2 separate regions of the Mus musculus genome follow, and region 2 is linked to region 1. A link is a contact called in public Hi-C data. All regions are on one chromosome and are shown on one strand. Each heading gives the region's core, a stretch centred on a gene start, on an enhancer-like site or on the middle of the called end of the contact. The rest is flanking DNA. Distances are from core to core; before and after follow the strand shown. Region 1 has its middle 84 kb from the start of 2610037D02Rik. Region 2 holds the start of 4833422M21Rik (RIKEN cDNA 4833422M21 gene).

Region 1 (6,373 bases), core at 1,707-4,206:
TACAGATTATAAAGAAAGCTTATTTAAGCTTCAGATAGATTATTATTTTATATACTGCTAAGAAAAGATACCATCAGTTATAACCATAAGGCAACCTAGATGATCAGAAACATCCCAGTTCCAGATATTTTTAAATCTTGGGTAAAATTAATCTTGATACAGTAAAAATAGAACCTTAGTTATTTTTATGATTTTCGGAATGATCTTTAAACACCCATTTTTCTTTTTATTTTTTTAGTAACTCGTGTGATTTAGGTCATGGTTAGAGAGTTAACACTGGTCATTATCATTTTCCATTTCTGCTTAATTTTTAAGGTCAATTTATCTGCAGTAGGAATCAGAATAACCCACATCTTTAATAAGTTGTCTCTAGGATGATTAAGATTTGACACGTTATAATAATATTACAAGTGAAGTGTTTATTTTTAATTTATTTTTTGCAACAGTTTTTTTTTCCATTTATCTTTGTGAGGTTTCTTTCCCTGTGCGCATTGCACTGACTAATATGCCCGTGCTAGGGTGTGTGTGAGGCTCTTGCAGAGTCAACTGACTTCAGAACTAACTGACTATGCGTAATTTTTTTTTTTTTTTTGGTAGTACCATGATTGCACTAAGGACCTTGTACATGCTAGGCAAGCTCCATCACTGAGCTACACACACACACACACACACACACACACACACACCCTCCCTCATCTCTCCCTCTCTCTCTTGACATGCTCTTGCTGAGTTGCCCTGGCTGGCCTTGAACTTGTTGGCTTCCTCTGTCAACCCCCTTAAATGCTGAATTACAACTTGGTGGTTCTAGATCTGTTCTAGATTTGTATGACGAGAGTGGGGGAGTGGAGACTGTTGGCAGCATCTTCAGCCTTCATCTGTGAGCGGTGGGCAGTTTGCACAGACTCTTACATGCATCTAACCTTGCTCCAGCCTGCAGCAAGCTCTGTAGTTCCTTCAGCTTCAGAGATATCTAAAGAAAGCAGGACAGAAATCTGCCTTTTATCAGTAGGCTATCTCCAGCCTTAGGGTGACATAAGCCTGTACGGTATGTCTTTTAATATTTAGGGCATTAAGCCCTGATCCGTATGTGTGGGGCCTCTACTGTGTCACTTTAGATGCTAAGAAAATGTCCCGTCCTTTATTCAGCTGCAACAAATTAATAGGTGACTCAAATCCATAAAATCATTTTGATCTCGGAATCCATTCCACATGCTCCAATGCTTGGACTTCAGGAAAATCTGTATGAGACTTAAAAAAACAAAAAACAAACAAACAAACAAAAAACCCACAAAAAAACCTGGAGCTTTTGAATTCAGATGACCGGTGGCACACATATTCTGGTGGCATTTTAAAACTCCTGGCTAATAAAAATCTTCCATTTAATAGATGGTTATATTTCAAAACAGCAAAGTATAGCTTGGACGTATTGCTTAAAGTCCAAGATCAGAGTACAAATAATAACATTAGAATCACTGAATCTGAGTCACAGGGCACTGAAAACAGAGCTGACAGTACTCCACAATGGGAATTCTTACCTACAAAGGCAAAGAGCCAGCCACTTGGCTCCAAGGCGTGGGTGACATAGAAACAGAACCCAGGGATCTACATACCGCTCCAGACACCCACGGTGCTTGTTTCTTTAAAAAAGAAGTTCAGTAAGGCTAATAGTATCTGATGCCATGATCGCCACGATTGGCCCACACTTACCTAGCAACCGTGAGCGTCTCAGTGGTGCTCCTCCTTGGTAGCAGTATGCTGGCAGCCCTCGTCCTCAGTGAGGAAACAGAGACCAGCGAAGGCTAAGCAGTCCCCATTTTATCCCCCAAATGAACAGACCTGCAGTCGACATCGCTTTTGAGAACATCTGAAACAAAGGCCATTTTGAAGCTGTCTCTCCCGGCATCTTTCTGTTTTCTTTTATAAAGCAGTGTGACTCTAATCTTGCCTCGCCTATCATCCTAAGTGCTAATTGCACCCCTTGGGTACACCTTGGCTCCTGGGTTAAACTCAGCTAGAGTTGTTTTCCTATTACCATGAAAACTATTTTGCCGGGAAAGACTACCTGCGGAAGCACTAAGGGACGCTGTAAAAACCTCCATCTTTTAAAAGGCTAAGAAGTAAAGAATGTGGGAGAACCTTCCCCGCCCAGAAAGAGATGCCGTGGAGTTCCCATTGCGTGGGTTTCTTAAATGAAATTAATATGATGCAGAGAAAACACCATTGCCTCTGCGCTGGTAGTAGTAGGGGTGCTGTGTGTGGGAGGGTGAAGGTGGGCTGTTATCTTTTGACCAGAATTTCTCTAGGACTGATGTCTGGTTTTCCTTTGACACGTGTTAACACTGCTGAGGTAAGCTATTCAGAGCAGTTCCTCAGGAGTATGGGAAAAAACCCGCTCACCAGTTATGTAGGGCTGAACTAAAGTTTAATCTCAGCAACTCAGCCCTTTCTCCCCCTGGGGCCCTTTGGTGTCCACGTGGCTGTGCTGGTCCCTGAGGCTTACTCCATCTTGGGATCATCAGAAGTCCTTGCAGGATTCTAGGCAGTGGTTGTCACTCTTGCTGAGCCTCACAGTGGGTCGGCGTGATCCCTCTGCAGTGTCCGCAGTTCTTGGGCTCCCAGAGAGGTTACCAGTCTGTCCAGGCTCCTCCTACTTAGCACCTTGAGTGTTTCTTTTGTGCTGTGACCTGCCGGGCTTGGGTCCCCATATCCTGGCTAGAGGCAGCAAAGGGAACGAACGAACAAAGAAAAGACAGATACAGAGGCACACATACAATGCACAGCGAGACTGGGATCAGGTGGGGTTCTGTTACTCTTCCCCGCAGCCCAGGATCTCGGGGTGTTTATTAGGTACAACACAGGGGAAGGGGTAAATTAGTCTCAGTAGGAGGTCTCTGTAGGCTGGCAGTCTCCCGCTGTAAACATCCAAGGAGCAGAAAGATACAGTTGCTAGTCTCAGCACCCAATGATCAGGGAAGTTCACAAACTCTCATACTGGGCTCTCAAGAAGAGATTTGCTACACCTCTTCAGCCTGGGCCATATTGGTAACAAAGGCCAGAGACCTTGGGGTCTTCCCCGTGGATGCCCCTGTGCCCTCTACAGCATTCCCTCAAGCCCCCTCTCAGTCTGTCTGTAAGTCACCTCTCTCATGCCCTGGCCTTAGTCAGGACTTCGGCTTATATCACTCCAAACGTAAAGCATTTGAAATCCAATTTTTATTGAATTGCTGGATCCTAATGGGGGGAACGTGCTCACCAAATGTGAAAGAAATAGCCAGAAGGGTTTTCTAGAAAATGACGTGTAGGGGAACTCACAGTAAAAACCCAAGAATATTACCTCATCACAGGTTTCTTCCAAAAATAATATCCCCCTTTTCCCTATGGAGAGGTGCATTTATTGAAAAAATCAGCACCCTGCAGCCGTAGCGCATCCTGCAAGCAAGAGGAAGCACTTGCTACGGCTCAGTGGGTAAATTTCTTGCCTTCCACTCAGTCCATTTATAGAAAGTTCCTTTTTCTCCAAGTATATCACCAACCACCTCTTGGTTCAAATTTCTGCCTGAGTCATATTCTCAGGAGTGCAAAGAATTTTCTACGAGGTAGGATCCCATTATCCCCATGTCTCTAATTTCCGTCAGACGGTATTCCGCGAAAGCAACACTCCTTGTCTACGGAGTCTCAGAGCATTTCAAGAACTTAAGTTAAGAATTTAAGAACTCAGCTCGGTGCCTCAACTTCTTTCTATACTGGGCTCTGGTGAACACAGTCCGTGCCTCTGAGCCACTGTCTCAGGAATCCAACTGTCTTGAGGTCCCTAGCACCTGCCTGTGCAGTGCCCCGTCCCCCTAGCCCAGCTGTGGACCGTTATTATTCCGTCTTAGGTCAGACGAGTGTTACCAGACATTTAATACCAGAACAGGCAGGCTATGGGCATTGCTCACAACCCGATAAAACTGCAGGCTTCTCTGAGTTAACCCAGTCCAACTTATTAATTTTTCAACTTTAATGTGGCGCAGAAGCAATGTGCATTCGGTTAAAACTGCACTTCCAACTTTGAATTTTGACCTTTTCTGAAGTCAGTATACTGTACAATACTCTCTCAAGATACCAGGCTCTGGCAGCCTACCACAGCTCCCAGGCAGATGCCTGATCATGATAGTCCACGGTATACTATGTCGCCAGTTATTTTTGGCTCCAAGAATTCAATAATAACACAAAATATTATATGTGTGGCAAAATGGGTTTTGTATTAGATGGCTTTGCCGAAGTGTGGATTGCAGCTCTGGAGTTGTTTGACATAGGTGAAGCTGAGCTGTGATGTCAGCTCAGCTGGTTTCTGCTTCTTCCAGGCAGCTGGCCTCAACTCAGTGTCTTCTTTGGAGCTTGGCTTGTCTGAAAACAAAACAAAAAACAAAAAACTCTCACCTTTTATTGTTCACTCTGGGAGGGAGGGGCCTAGTGAATGTAGTCAGTTTCAGGGATTTCCTGAAGCTATTCTGTGTTGTTTACTTTCCTGCTTAAGGAGGAGGGAACTGCTACACTACACCAAGCAGAGCAGTTCTCTCTACTTGCACTTCGGATAAGACAAGAGATCATGCTTGGGTCTTCTGGTCCTTTTCTGGGGAATACTCTGCCTTACCTAAGAAAAAGTACTTATATTGTGCCAATAATAAAAATTAAGAGGTGGTTTATCAGAAATTATTATGCCACTGAATATGTGTAATATAGTTCCATATTTATTCCTGGCAGTGCATATCTAAAACCCGTAATATTATTCCCATTCTACAAGTCAGATAACTAAAGTTCAAAGAAATTAAATAATTTTGTCAAAAAAAAATCCACAAATAGGGCAAGTCAACCCTCAAACTCTGCTCCACATAACTCATAAGTCTTAGTGCCTTACTTTGTTACTAACCACAACAACTGGCATTTTACAGATAGACACAACTTAGTGTCTGGTAATAGCTACAATGTCCAAGGACATGGGGCCACAGCAAGTCCCAGAGCTCTTTCTCCATTCTTGCCAGGGTCTGGGGTTCACAGGGTCACTTTCCTCTCTTGGTAAGCAACACTCAGAATTGGGGCTTTAGAGAATAGAAGAAATAAGAAATAAAGTGTCCCTTCCCACTCAAATCAGGAATCAAGTTAGAAGAGAGACACAAGAATCTATTAAGGTGGGAATGTTGGCTTTTACTGCTGGTAGAATAGTATTAGTAGCGTGGTTGTAGTGTGTGATCAAATGGGCTGTTTTCATGCTCTGTCCCACCTCTTGTGCCCTACTCCTGACTCCATATGTTGATGCTCCAGCCTCAGAGATGTTTGTGACTATAGACTACAAGCCGATGAAATCACACAGGGCAAAAGGCATAAAGGAAGAAGAAATAACCCTTGAATGTTGCTTCAGGGAGTGCAGATACTCATTAGCTTTATTATCCCTACAAGCCCATCACAACCCGATGACATCATAGGTAGGAGATGCATTCTGTATACCTAACATCACAGTTTAGCGTCACCTGTGTTAAGCCCAGAGCATTTGGAAGATGGACACTGAAAGGTGGGATCAGGTGGTCTTCAGCTCTTGGCTGGAAAAAACTGCAGTACCCCAGAAACTCAGTATATTTATTACATAGAATTTAACAGGGAGGCGGGGTTATTGCACCATGATAAACAAGGAGGCAAGGTATATAGAATACAGCTGGATCAAGGAAACAGTTTTAGGTAATTCTGGTAGGAGACATCCCTGTAGGGGAGCAGTCTTTAGGCCATAAATATCCAGGGGCAGGAAGCTATGGTGGGCATTTTCTGCACACACATCATCAACAAATGAACTTGATCCTCTGAGGAAGGCTTCCTCTCTTGAGTCTGAGGCATAGAGTCCTTGATATGGGCACACATATATTAATAACTCGCATTAAGGGAACCCACACACTCGGGGCTTCCTCTGCTCCTCACACACGACTCTATCGATTCAGAATCCAACTTCAGAAGTCTCCATGGCCCTTCGCAGTCTCAACACTGTTTAAAAAGCCCAAAGCCTTTTCTGAGACTCAAGGCAACCTCTTAACTCTAACTCCCCTTAAAATCAAAACAACAAATTGTATATTTTTAAGATGTAATGGTCCAGAATATTCATTATCCTCCCGAAAGAGAGGAGTGGGTGAATATATGGAAATTATAGACCAAAATCTAGTAGGTCAAACTCTGAATCCTGTGCTCCATACATAGGGTGAGAGGGCTTAGATGGCTCTGCCCCACCAGCTTTCTGCCTACAGCATACACTTACCTCTAGAGTTTGTTCCATTCCCCCATTCTCCAGTTCTCCTTGGCAGAACTTGGCATCTTGGTTCTGGCCTCTCCAACATTTTGAGGTCTCCAC
Region 2 (6,373 bases), core at 1,151-3,650, 140 kb before region 1:
AACTCAGAACCTGTGCTCTTAACCACGAAACCATCCCTTCAGCCCCTAGTGCCCACCTTCCTGTGTGACTTTTTTTTTTTTTTTTTTTTAGACAAGATCTTACTATATATCCCTGGCTAGCCTTAAACTCCCAGTGTAGACCAGGCTGGGCTCAAATTCACAGAGATCCACCTGCCTCTTTGAGCATCACTCCTATGTGGCCACCGGCTCTCTCTCTCTCTCTCTCTCTCTCTCTTTCTCTCTCTTCTCTCTCTCTCCTCTCTCTCTCACACACACAGGTGCTGAGATTAAAGGTGTGTCCTACTGCTGTGATGCGCCCTCCTTGTGACAGTTGGAGGGTCACTGTCAAGGAGTACTGCTTGCTGGCCAGAGTTTCCTAGAATCAGCATGACTGAGGTTTCTCACTTCCTCGGGAGTGAGGATGCTGGCCTCCCAACAGTACACTTACTTCTTCTCCCTAGAGTGGTGGTTCTCAACCTGCAGTCTCAAACGGGGGGGGGGGGGGGTGGCATTACGTATCAGATATTCTGCATATCAGATGTTTACATTATAACCCATAACAGCAAAATTACAGTTATGAAGTAGCAACAGAGATAATTTCATGGTTATAATTTCATCACAACATGAGGAACTGTGTTCAAAGGTCTCATTAGGAAGGTTGAGAACCACTGATGTAGCTCTCAGTACTATCATTGCAGATTTCTCTTATACACATATTACATGTGCACACATGCATGCACACACATACACATACATTCCAACCTCACAGCATAGTGTTTTTTTAACATAATTTTCTATGTAGAGCTTTACATATAAAAGTAAGTAAATGCTGATTAAAAAAATAATGATTTTGGGTGTTTTGTTGTTGTTTTGAGAGAGGGTCTCTCTGTGTAGCCCTGGCTAAACTGGAACTAACTCTATAGACCAGGCTGGCCTTGGACTCAGAAATCCACCTGCCTCTGCCTTCCAAGTACCAGGATTAAACTGCCCATCCAAAATATTAGTGTTTTTAAGATTTATTTTAAAATTATAATTGTAAACGTGCACATGTGCATTTGTGTATATGTGTGTGTGTGCGTGTGTGCATGTGCCTTCTGAGTCTAGAAGAGGGTATTGGATCCCATGGAGCTGAAATTATAGGCAGTCGTGACTTATGTGGTAAGGGCTGACTTGAGTCTTCTGGAAGAGAAACAATTTTCTTCCTAGCCCCAGAACCTCTCTTAGCCCCAGAAAACATTAATGTTAGAATCAGCCATCACTTGGGACCTTACTCTTAGGAGTATGTGTCAGTCATCCTGTCTGCTTGATTGGATTGAGGTAGCATTTTGTTTAAATCAGAAGGAAAAACAAAGATAGTCAAAAGAACTCAGTCTGCTCTGCTTCACTCTTAGTAAAACATAAAAATGCATGTTTTTTTTTAAAAAAAACATTAAAGAGGGCTCAAAGTATTCTTTCAAAAGACAAAACAAAAACAAAAACAAAAACCCTGAAATGTAGCTTAAATTAGTTTGCCTTTATCTTGTCCTCTTGAGTGCAGCTGGCTCCTCACTGTTGAGTCGCTTCCAGAAAGCTTGCGTTCAAGTGCCTATGACTTGGTTTCGCAAGGAGCGTTTATGCCCTCCTGCACAGCTGTGTGCGTTTAAACCCATTTAAGTGTGAGAGTTATTCTTTTCTCATAGATCTAGGAAAGATTGGGGCGAGGGGGGTCACTGAAAATGACCATTAGTGCCCCAAGGTGATAAACTATGGTTGAATCGACTCCCTGTCCTCTGAGAGAGTCCCTTGGACCCTGAGATCTGAGCAGGAGCTAAGGAAACTGTTAAATTACATTTTATTTAGTATGCAGCCAAGCACAAACTGTTTACAAGTTTCATAATAGGATTTAAAATGTAACTCACATGGATTTTAAGAGAAAGCGCATTTTTTTCTTTTAATTACAAAAGTTGTATGTGTGTGGTTGTTTTGCTTGCATGTATGTCCATGTACCACACACAAGCCTCCTGCCTGAGGTCCAAAGGGGCATCAGAGCTGGACCTGGAGTTACAGATGGTTGTTAAGATACTGTGGGTGCTGGGAATTGAACCTGAGTCCTCCGGTTGAGTGGCCAGTAATGCTGTTGAACCATCTCTCTAGCCTTATGCTTTTTTTCTTCCACCTTTGGGATTAAAAAAAAAAAAGCATAAAAATATAGTATTTGACATTGGCATTAAAACATGTGGACAAAAGGAGTCCATTAGCAGTTGATTTAAAAGAAAAATCTAGCATGCTCATCTGGTTTTGAAAAGATCTGAAAAGTAGATTTCACTGATACTGCCTCCTGACAAAGCAGCACCAGGGCTCCCAGATTTGAAGTCGGAGAATACACGGTATTATTCCGTGTGTTCTTCCCAGCCCCCAGCCTGACACCGCACGCGTTGGGGAGGAGGCGCTTGCCATGCAATACCTATTTAAACTGGGAGAGCTGCGGGAGAGCTGCAGTCATCTGCTGCGGGTCTTTTATTACGTGGCAAGTTTAGAATAACATTTTCAAAACATACAACTTCAAACATCTAAGTCCTCATGAGATGATACAATACGTGGATCTCGAGTGCATCTGTGTGTTTCCCAGAGGCCCGTGCGGGTAAGTCAGTCCGCTCCCAGAGCGTCCCTCGCCATCCTCCCAACAAGGAACAAAACACTTTTAGCAAACCTAATACTCAGATTGGGGCAGAGCTGTTTAAATGCTTTCAGCTTTCTTACTTTGTTGGCTCTTCTCTACGTGAATGTGAGAACTTGGACGCCAAGAACTCTTAAAGCAGGTGTGCCTCTTAGGTTTCCTTCTTGGGGGGCGGGGGGGCTTCTGCAGTCCTGCCTTTCCTTGTACTGTCGGGATTGGAATTGGGGGGCGGGGGGAGGGGCGGGCAGAGAGGAGAAATGCCTCACAAAAGAACTTGAGGAAGAGTTTGTTTTGGCTCCGGGGATAGCCAGGAGAGCTCATCCTGTCAGGAAGTCCCTCAGCAGGAGCTTGAGGCCGCTTGACACTTTGTATCCTGAAAAGAGGGCTGAACCTTGGGCTCACTTTCTCCTCTTTATTCTGGGCAGGACTCCTGGCCACTGGATGGTATGCTCTGCCTTCAGAACGGCTCTTTCCACCGTTCTGAAATGCCCTCCCTCATAGACACCTCAGGTGTGCTCTGCTGACTCTAAATCCAGTCAACTTGTCAAAGATTAACCATCAGAGGTTGGTTGGTTTTTGTTTTGTGATCTCTCTCTCTCTCTCTCTCTCTCTCTCTCTCTCACTCTCTCTCTCTCCCAATGGAGACTGTACCCTCTCAGCTATTCCATTAAGCAGCTGGAGTTTCATTCCACGGGGAAACTGGGCAGGAGTTAAAAATAGATGACTCAGAGAATCCCAAGAAGGCCTAAGGCCACGGTGGTGTTTGAATAGCAACCCCTGAGATACATCAGTAGGTGAGGGCTGTTGGCCAGTTGGAAGCATGGGACCCGTTTTTGTGTGAGGTTCTGAGGCTGGGACAGAATAGAGGGCAGAGGGAAACAGTCTTCAGGGCAGGTGGACACTGACCCTGGCAGTAGCCAGGGCACAGAGAAAGGCTAGCCACTTTGAAGTCGGCAACGACCCTCCAGAATTGTGTAGGTGTCTCACAAAATGTGTGGCAATCAGTATCTGCTCAAGACACCCCAAGATCAAGTTCTCAACACAAAGGAGGTTTATTTGCTCCGGAAGGTCAAAGGGTAGGGAATAAGAGACAAAAACAGGAGATAGAGGATGAGGGAGAAGGGGAAGGGAGAAAAGGGGCAGAAAAAAGAGTATTTATTTGTCCTGGGAGGGGGCAACATAAAGGACTGTCTCTGGATAAAGGAGACAGATGTAGCCATAGGTAAATGACAGTGTATAAAGGTCAAAGGGGAAACGCCCATGTTAAGGTGAGGTGTTTAATTTTGATTGGGCAGGTTCATTAAGCGAGCCAAAAGGGGTCTTAGATGGCTGGACCTCAATACTTTGATAGCTGGACCTTGGTAGTCAGCCTCAGGAGGAGAAAGTGGCCAAATCAGGAAACAGACCTTGGTGGCTTGCTTCTGGAGTGTAACCTAATGGGTTTTTTTTTATCATGGTAGAGGGGATGGACCCCTGCCAGAGCCTTGTTTGCCATGCCCGCCCGGGATGGCTAGAGCTCTTCAAGATGTATGTTAGTTGTTGTGATGCCTTCTCCTTTATATTGCTCTGTACTCTGCATGGAGGCTCACAGTCTTCAGGGTCCAAGTTCAGCTCCTTCCAAGGTTGCATCAGGCAATGTTGCTCATGGAGACAGTATGTGAAGAGCGCACAGCCTAAGACTTGATGTTTACTGTATCTGAAGGCCTCCGCTATTCTTTTTTTTTTTTTCCAGCTAGTCTATAAAATCTTCAATGGAGTTTCTTTGCCCTCAACCATTTAATTATAAAACATCATCTTTATCATATAGAACCATATGTGTAGACAAGACCCCTTCCTTCCCTTCTTCCCCGCTCTTCTCTGTTCCTACGTGGCTATAACTATTCTTCTGGCTACACATTTAATGACCGTGACCCTGTGTCGGATAATTTTTACAGTCATGTTTTGAGCATGTGTACACATTATTCATGTATTTTAAGGACAGAGACTAACTACATATTGCTTTGTGAATGTTGTCTGTTATTATATCTCTCTTTTACATATTTAAACACCCATGCCACTGGGGAGGTCAGCTCTGGAACTTTGGAAAATCCCACCAGACCCCTCCCCTCCTGGAAGAGAAAGGTCATAGAACACATAGGTACCCCACCCCTCTGGAAGGCAGAGGGTAATTACATTCCTCAGATCAGGGGTCGGGGGCGACCCTCAGCCACCTGCAGGTGGGGGAGACCCAGAGCTCATAGACACATTCTGCGGCTGTTAGCCACCTACAGACAAGGGAAGTCCTTGCCACCTCATTCCCTAAAGACCAATCAGTTTTAAAGTCACATTCTGCCAATCACGTTGTGCCTAAATGCTACTGCTCTGAAAACTTTATAAAAACTCACTGAACAGGTTGCGGGGGATCATTGTCTCCTTCATGTGCAGGGTGACCCCAGCATGCTGGAACAATAAAAGTCCTCTTGCTTTTGCATCAATCACCGGCTGATACCAGGCTCTGTGTTGTTCACTCAGGGGCTAGGAGGAGTATGGGGGTAGGGTGGGGGTCTCTGGTAAGTTAAGGCTCGCCAGAGTCTTACACCGCCTTTAACTTTTGCACAAGTTAGTCTGCACAATGCCTGTACCTTTTCCATTTATATTTATACTATACCCGCCATTGCCTAACATTTTAGGCCTCTGTTCACAAACTATCTTATGGCCTTACTATATTTATTATTTATGAGGCAGTTAGCCTGATGCATAAGTGAACTGAAATTGGGACTTTTACGTTACTTTTTTCTCCTACTAGATTTTGTTTTAAAGATTTATTTATTTATTATATATAAGTACACTGTAGCTGTCTTCAGACACACCAGAAATGGGCATTAGATCTCATGACAGAGGGTTGTGAGCCACCATGGGGTTGCTGGGAATTGAACTCAGGACCTCTGGAAGAGCAGTCAGTGCTCTTAACCACTGAGCCATCTCTCCAGCCCTAGATTTTTTTTTTAAATGTTCAGAATTTAACATATGTTTGGAATCGGCTCATTCTTACTACAGTTGTGCATAAGCCTCTGACTCTGGAGCCTATGAGTGCTTGAGTCCTGAGGTTGCTACTATGCTGTTTTCCCTAGGGGGAGATATTTACCCCTTTGCCAAAGGTCCCTCCAACAAATGGAGGCATGATTTGCCCAGTTAACTCTGGAGAAGCATTGAGCTGAAGAACCGGTTCCCATATGTGTGGAGTGAGTTATGGGATGTGGGTGCCCCTGGCGGTGTGTAATTAGGACAGAACTGCATACAGCTGGCTGGGAAGAATGGCTGGATCGTCAGGTGATCGTCCTACCACCCTCCCTGTGCCCTCCTTCTATCTAAGGAGCAGGCTCTTCGGTGGAGACCTTTTGGGAGGAGGCCCAGCCGACCGGAGGATGGCAGCTGTGTGGCTGCCCTGCAACAATGGACAGAACCAACTTCTACTTTGTTTGCAAGGCACAGATCCAAAAGAACAATGAATGGTGGGACACGCTCCTTGCCCCGCAAGGATCTGTGTGTTCTTTGTAACTCCTTTCGAGCAGGGCAGGGCAGGATGTGTGAGGCGTCAGGATCGAATTTCTGCTCCAGCCATGTTCCTGAATCCCAACCAGCAGACAGGAAAGAAGACAGGTAGCAACATATACCAACATATTCAGGAGCATATTCCTACGTGTAGGCGTGGCAAATATACACAACCAGCTGCGGCGG

Evidence for each region. A called contact is a pair of places that touch in the nucleus more often than the background predicts.
Region 2: a Hi-C map of olfactory sensory neurons shows a contact between it and region 1, with 1.8 times the contacts expected there. The contact joins the promoter of 4833422M21Rik here to the enhancer-like site in region 1. A contact is called at or near these places in 3 of 484 Hi-C or Micro-C datasets (the G1E-ER4 cell line, nephron progenitors and olfactory sensory neurons), 3 of 115 datasets of contacts at active chromatin or transcription factors (embryonic limb bud and embryonic stem cells) and 1 of 9 other capture datasets (embryonic stem cells).

What each region holds. Positions count from the first base shown.
Region 1 is chr15:96,110,669-96,117,041 of GRCm38.p6, reverse strand. No RefSeq gene overlaps it. Among named protein-coding and RNA genes, the nearest start is that of 2610037D02Rik, 84 kb to the left of the region's middle. Within about 2 kb of position 2,956, at least 16 of the 459 cell types and tissues checked have an H3K27ac peak or open chromatin away from gene starts, as enhancers often do. A contact at or near this core is called in olfactory sensory neurons, where this site is marked.
Region 2 is chr15:96,250,711-96,257,083 of GRCm38.p6, reverse strand. 4833422M21Rik (RIKEN cDNA 4833422M21 gene) reads left to right here and starts at 2,400. Exons shown (of 3, transcript NR_130160.1): 1 at 2,400-2,620; 2 at 3,082-3,220. The region is part of intron 1 of Gm38469 (spidroin-2); the gene reads left to right.